2 separate regions of the Mus musculus genome follow, and region 1 is linked to region 2. The links are chromatin contacts, called in public Hi-C maps. All regions are on one chromosome and are shown on one strand. Each heading gives the region's core, a stretch centred on a gene start, on an enhancer-like site or on the middle of the called end of the contact. The rest is flanking DNA. Distances are from core to core; before and after follow the strand shown. Region 1 overlaps Celf2 (CUGBP, Elav-like family member 2). Region 2 overlaps Celf2 (CUGBP, Elav-like family member 2).

Region 1 (3,597 bases), core at 847-3,346, 110 kb after region 2:
GACAGCCACTGTTGTGCTCCTGAGCACATGAATCAGGAAACCACTGCACTCGCTCCACAGTGCAGTGATTCTTACATACACAGAGTTAACAGGTCTTCACCTGAGATCTATGTTGCTATTCATCATTACAAGGCATGACAATCCAGCCCATACCCCTAGCCTTAAACACTTCTCACTGTTGTGTCATTTCCCTACATTCACTTCTCTCCGGTGTCAGTCTTTCATCACACCACTTTCTGAAGTGCACACAGACTCTGGAGTCACTGCACCTTCCATCTTGCTCACTCACCGGAGCCAAGCCATGATGCCCTACTGGCTTCTCTTTCCAATCAACCCTAAATGTTCAATTAAACAGTGTGAAGGATTGAGAGCTGCATGAGAGACAGTCAAGCTCCACAGCTGGAACTAGAAAGCCTCAGAGGTATTAAGGAAATATCTAGTTTTGACTGGTGTTTCAAAATTTCTCCATCTCAATCCTACTAGAGATTTTGTTTTACTGACGGAAGCTTTCCAATTCAGAGACGATAACTAGACAGTGACAAACACAGACGAGTGTTTCCTTTCCTACCTGCCCTGAGGTGTACAGCTTTGAATACTAAACATTTTTCCATGCATTAAAAGTGCTTCATGTTATAGAATACAATGGGAGCTCTTCCCAAATGAGAAAATCCTGTCCATTGTTACAGCCATAAACTTCACTGTTCACATACTGGTGAGAGGTGGAGACTACAAGAGTGGCTAAGCATCATTTTTTACTTTCATTACTTATTTTCATTTACTTATCCATCATCAGAATGAATACTAACTTCACAATACTGATTTTTTTTTATTTTTCAGAAAAGTCTACTTACATTTATTATGAACTCAACCTAGTTAATGTCCCATGTGTTGACTACCTTTAAAGGGAAAAATATTGTTTTCTTTAATTAATATCATTCTTAGCAGACAATCCACATACATTATAAAAATAAACATGTTTTTAAAGAGTAGGAAAACTGAGTTTCTAATAATAGGGATAACGAGGTTACATTTAGTAAGAAAAGAATTCTGACATGAAAATGGTAGCAGCTTACTCTATTCCTATTTTATATAGTTGAGAGGAGAAATAAGTTACTGACAAAGACAAGTCAAATAAGTAAGGAGAACAACCTACAAATGTACTAGGTAGGGAAAAGGTTTTACTTGATCACAAACAACAATACAAACTTGTAGTAGAATCAGTTTCACTGATATTAACTGGATTACAACCAAGGCAGAAGTGGAACAAGATCTAGAATTCCAAGCCTATGTGCTATGAGGATGCTCAACTTTCTCTTCTCTTCTCTTCTTTTTTCTTTTCTTTTCTTTCTTTCTTTCTTCCTTCCTTTCTTTCTTTCTTTTTTGAAACACGTTGATTTTCTTTTGTTTTTTTTTGTTTTGTTTTGTTTTGTTTTGTTTTGTTTAGAAAAACAGTAAAGCACCAATGAAGAAGGGGAAAATTTGACTTCAAGATTATCTTTAATGGCAAAATCTGGAGGGAAGATAGGCCAGAATATATTGAAAATGGGTTTTTCTTCTTCCAATATGTTATTAAAATATGACTGTTTTGTGAATTATTGCCAACTATATTTTATAAGCTATATGGTACTTAGATTACCACGCTATACAGTGTGATGGATGGGGACTATTAATCATTTTTACTGAAGAGCAGAATAATTTTGCAACACACTGGTATTAAAAGGTGAAGGTATTCTACCAGTACACTCACTTCCTCAGGAAGTCACAAGTTCATGTAACCCCTATGTTTCCAAACAACTCTCCTATTGTGTAGATTCTGAAAGATGAGAGGAACTCATGAAGTTAAAAGACAGTCTGACACCCCAGGACGAAACTTCCATTTCTCTGGCCAACATCTCAGCTGAAATCATCTGTATTTCTTGTAGGACAACCCTAAATGCCTTTCTGCCTGTTATCTGCATTTTAAACTGGGTTTTGCCTTTGGAATCTACTCAAATTGAAGAGATAAGAGAGTTATGAGGAAGTTGTCTCCTCTCCCTCAGATCATAGCCCAGGTGGTGTTATCACCCCGTGCTCAGGGCCAAGCTGCCATCAAAACCCCTAGTGGTAATGGAAATTACAGCAAGGATGAGACAGCCTCATTAGCAGCAGAGAAAGAACAGATATGTATGTTATACAGAAAGAAGTGTGCTTTTTTACTTACTGTTATAGTCAAAGTTTTTCTGTCTTAAGGCTGGTGAGACAGCTTAGCAGGTAAAGGTGCTTGAAACTAAGCCTGAGCTCTGATCCCAGGAGCCACAGAGTGCCTGATGGAATCTTACACATTGTCTTATGACTTCCTTATTTCTGTCACTGGATGCACTTGCTCTTGTGCATACACACACACACACACACACACACACACACACACAATGAATATATGTAAAAGAGAAAAAAATGTAGCAACCGTCTTAAATGAAGAGAAAGTACCCTGTAGTAATTCTTTCTTTTCAGAAAGGATGACATCAGTGGTTGCTGTCTTCCTTTTAGAGTCTTCCTTATGAACTCCTCTGGGATGCCTTTTTCTATGCCAGAGATTTTTTTTATTCTTCCCCAGTACACTTGGATTTGAATTGTTATCAAACTTGCCCTGACCCAAGAACAAACAGACCTGAGCAGGAACAAGAATTAGCATGAGCTTTTGAATTAGCCTGGCTTCTAGACCAGAGTCTACTGCTCTCGGATTAATTAGAGAAAGGCAAATAGGGTCATGACCCTGCCTAGACAGAACGAAGATGGCTGAAGAAGAGCTCGTCTCTGTTGATGGTAAGAACTTTACTTATCAGCTTCTTTATTTCCGCTATAACAGTCCTTGACTTGGTCTATTTGATCCAAAGTAGGTTATATAAAAATATATCTCATTTGTCAAACTGACAAGAGTCTAAGCATCACTAGTCCTTCTTTCAATAACCCTGAATTAGCTCTTCTGGTTAGCATGTGGGATGCCGGGGTTCAGTAGCAGGCCTCATGACCTTCAGTGAGTAACATGGTTCATCAAACTTCAGTAACTGAAGCACAATGATGAGAACCTACAATTCAGTGTTATGTGACATCGTGTGTTGTTAATACATTCATGTGGTTATATGGTATTATACCCTGGAAGGACAGAGCTTGGACAAGAAACCAACCTATAACCTATAACCTATAACCAACTGAAAAGTCTTTCATTAGAGGTAATGATGGTCGTAATACTGGTGTAGAGCAGACACACCTACCATCTGGGGATGCTCCTAGTAGAAAAAGCAAAGTCATAGGAAACTAGAGACTCAGGCACCAGCAGGATCCTAAAGCCAGGAATGGAAGAGCAAGATAGATACTCCCTGTGTACTTGGTCACAAAAATCAAGCTAATTTTTTTGTGACAGCTATTTGTGTCTCAAAGTAAAGACAGCGGCCAGAAAGGACTGGAGGATGCCTGCTTCTGAAATGCAACGATACATTTCCCCAATCTGGTCCCAGGGTCCAGAGTCGAGAAAACCTTTGAGAAAATAGAAGTTAAGTGGTTCTAGGTAAAGGAACTACCCAGAAAAGTCACTGAACTGGGAAGTCAGGTTTTCTACCC
Region 2 (3,358 bases), core at 724-3,223:
TTCAAAAAAAAAAAAAAATTCTGATTAATTTTTTTTTTCCATTTTTTATTAGGTATTTAGCTCATTTACATTTCCAATGCTATACCAAAAGTCCCCCATATCCACCCACCCCCACTCCCCTGCCCACCCACTCCCCCTTTTTGGCCCTGGTGTTCCCCTGTACTGGGGCATATAAAGTTTCCAAGTCCAATGGGCCTCTCTTTCCAGTGATGGCCGACTAGGCCATCTTTTGATATATATGCAGCTAGAGTCAAGAGCTCCGGGGTACTGGTTAGTTCATAATGTTGTTCCACCTATAGGGTTGCAGATCCCTTTAGCTCCTTGGCTACTTTCTCTAGCTCCTCCATTGGGAGCCCTATGATCCATCCATTAGCTGACTGTGAGCATCCACTTCTGTGTTTGCTAGGCCCCGGCATAGTCTCACAAGAGACAGCTATCTGATTAATTTTTAAAAGCAATGTTAGGATTGATCTTAAATAAAGCAAAACAACAAACAAGGCAAAACAAACAAACAAACACAAGGCAAAACCAAGTGTGTTGTTCAATGGTCTAGAATGTAACTATACATTTAATGTTTTGAGGTTAAAAAACGACAAAGCACTATTTTTAGAAAGTCCAGAGATGCTCAAGGAGGCTCTTAGGACCACTGAAGAGTCAAAAGGGCAGCTCTTCCTTCAGCCACATCTTCCTATCAAGGAGACTCGCCCTTGCCAATGAAGACATATCAGATGTACCCTTACTAGCTTGTGCCATGGGGATAAGTGCTCTGTGTGTTCATTCATTCTACTGTGTTTTTTTTTTCAATTTTTTTATTAGATATTTTCTTCATTCACATTTCAAATGCTATCCTGAAAGTCCCTTATACCCCCCCCCAGCCCTGCTCCCCTACCCACCCACTTCCACTTCTTGGCCCTGGCGTTCCCCTGTACTGGGGCATATAAAGTTTGCAAGACCAAGGGGCCTCTCTTCCCAATGATGGCTGACTAGGACATCTTCTGCTACAAATGCAGCTAGAGACACGAGCTCTGGGCGTGTACTGGTTAGTTCATACTGTTGTTCCACCTATAGGGTTGCAGACCCCTTCAGCTCCTTGGGTACTTTCTCTAGCTCCTCCACTTGGGGGCCCTGTGATCCATCCAATAGATGACTGTGAGCATTCACTTCTGTATTTGCCAGGCACTGGCATAGCCTCACAAGAGACAGCTATATCTAGGTCCTTTCAGGAAAATCTTGCTGGCATGTGCAATAGTGTCTGCGTTTGATAGCTGAATATGGGATGGATCTACTGTATTCTTAACATGAGGTTTGCTTATGAAAAATGTGAAATATAGTTTTAAAAGTGATACTATTAATTTCACAAGCTAATACTTAAAACTTGGCCCCATATCTTCTAAACATATTCCTGTGCTCTTGGTTATGCTTTAATTCCTGTGGCTTCTCTGTGCCTAGATGGGGAGCTGGGGGCTGCAGTGACATGAGCACAAAGACAGGCATAGCAGGTATGATATGTGCAAATAAAGCAAAGTTCATCTAGCTAACCAGAAAAGCCACAGGAAATTAGAGGGTGTCTTTGTATACCCTCTCTTTCTTATTACTTCTAACCTCCAAAGTAAGGAAAAGAAAACTAGAGAAAACAGAGGCAGTGTTACATTCTGTGGTCTTTATGTCCTTTTCTGTACCATCACACAGTTTTAAAAGCTGACTCTTCGAGCCTAGTCTTCCAGCTCCTCCATTTTACAGATAGCTTTCAATCACCTACTTAAAACTCCAGGTATGGTAGCACATACCTATAATTTCAGATCAGGGAGGCCAGACAAGGCTACATAGCAAAATTCTGTTCCCAATCAAAAACAAACAAACAAACGAAGAAAAGACTCAGGGAAACTTCCTGAGAATTGCTGGCAGAGGAGTGTCCTTCCAAGGCACTGCCTATCATACACAGCCCAGGAAGACCGCCTCCAAACCACTTGATTGGTTTTACATTATTTTCAAAGATCCAAGAGGTGTTTGAGCCTCCTTTTGTATCACCTATGTCCTTTTATAACCCCAAATTTAACTTGTTTTACATGTCTCTAAGTCACCCAAAACACCCCTTTCCTTTTAAAAAGTGTTTCTAAAACAGCAGGAACCCTAAAAAAACAAACAACAACAACAATAACAACAACAAAGCCCCATCCTGTATGAATCAATTTTTAATGAAGCCTTAGCCAATTAGCTTAGGTTTATAGAGTTTGATATAATTGGCAATTGTTTTTTTGTTTTTTGTTTTGTTTGTTTTCAAGACAGGGTTTCTCTGTATAGCCCTGGCTGTCCTGGAACTTACTTTGTAGACCAGGCTGGCCTCAAACTCAGAAATCTACCTGCCTCTGCCTCCCAAGTGCTGGCATTAAAGGTGTGCGTCACCACTGCCTGGCCCATAATTGGCATCTTGATATACAAAGTACTACCTAGAAAGATAGTCTACTTGTTTTTAGAACTTTTATCATGTGGGCACCACTATCTGAATTACCAAATGCCATATTTGTTCCTCTGGTCGCCTGGGGTCAGGCCCCAGTGCTTTCCAACAACTTTCAATTACTCCAGACAGAACCACACCACATAGTAAATTAGATGGAGTGTCTCAGCTAATCTGGGAAAGGAACAAGTGCTGACCACACCCAGCTAAGTGGCATCCTATCACTCCTTCAGACTCCTCCTGAGAAGGCACTTCTACTCACCGTCAGGAGAGCCAGGCGAAGCCAGCTTCTCCCTTAGCTTCCCTGGGAGGGGTCATCCTCTCTAAGTCTCATAGCACTCTGAAGAAAGCCTTGCTGTTTTGAATCTTGTGCCAGGAAAAAGCTCAGATTTTTGTTGTTGTTTGTTTTTTTCTGTGTTTGTTGTTACTAAAAAAACAAACACATTAAATGTGTATTTTCTAGACTTCTGGCAAAGAGTCCTGAGGCCTGAGGTGTGTGTTATCCCTTCCTAAGCTATCACTTTCTAAATTCCAAGTATGACTCTCAACTGAAGAAATGACAAGAACCTATGCTGTCCTCTTCTGGGTTCTCTGGAATAATCCTTTAAAGTATCTGATATTTGTAGAAGTATCTGAAAAAATGTTGAAGTCATCTTTGCCCCCCTCGTGGAGCAAGTGCTACAATTAGCTGTTTCTTTAAACACTTTTGCCCCAGTTCCCAGTAATAGAAATGTAAGCTCACTGCTGAGCTTATGAGTGCTTGTTCAGACCTCACAGGGGACAGTGCCAATGAAGAAAGCAGGTTCTTCTGTAACAGAAAATGCTGTTTGTCCTTTGGAATAAAAGATAATAAGCAAACAGAAAATCTGATTACATTTTCTATTCGGGGAGGGGAGGGGAGGG

The links. Hi-C and Micro-C count contacts between places; a contact is called where the count stands out from the background.
Region 1: a Hi-C map of CD8 T cells shows a contact between it and region 2, with 2.5 times the contacts expected there. The contact joins two enhancer-like sites. A contact is called at or near these places in 5 of 484 Hi-C or Micro-C datasets (CD4 T cells, CD8 T cells, embryonic stem cells and 1 more) and 1 of 115 datasets of contacts at active chromatin or transcription factors (CD8 T cells).

What each region holds. Positions count from the first base shown.
Region 1 is chr2:6,784,910-6,788,506 of GRCm38.p6, forward strand. All of the region lies in intron 1 of Celf2 (CUGBP, Elav-like family member 2), which reads right to left. Among named protein-coding and RNA genes, the nearest start is that of Celf2, 98 kb to the right of the region's middle. Within about 2 kb of position 2,097, at least 24 of the 459 cell types and tissues checked have an H3K27ac peak or open chromatin away from gene starts, as enhancers often do. A contact at or near this core is called in CD8 T cells, where this site is marked.
Region 2 is chr2:6,670,973-6,674,330 of GRCm38.p6, forward strand. All of the region lies in intron 2 of Celf2 (CUGBP, Elav-like family member 2), which reads right to left. Among named protein-coding and RNA genes, the nearest start is that of Gm52546, 190 kb to the left of the region's middle. Within about 2 kb of position 1,974, at least 12 of the 459 cell types and tissues checked have an H3K27ac peak or open chromatin away from gene starts, as enhancers often do. A contact at or near this core is called in CD8 T cells, where this site is marked.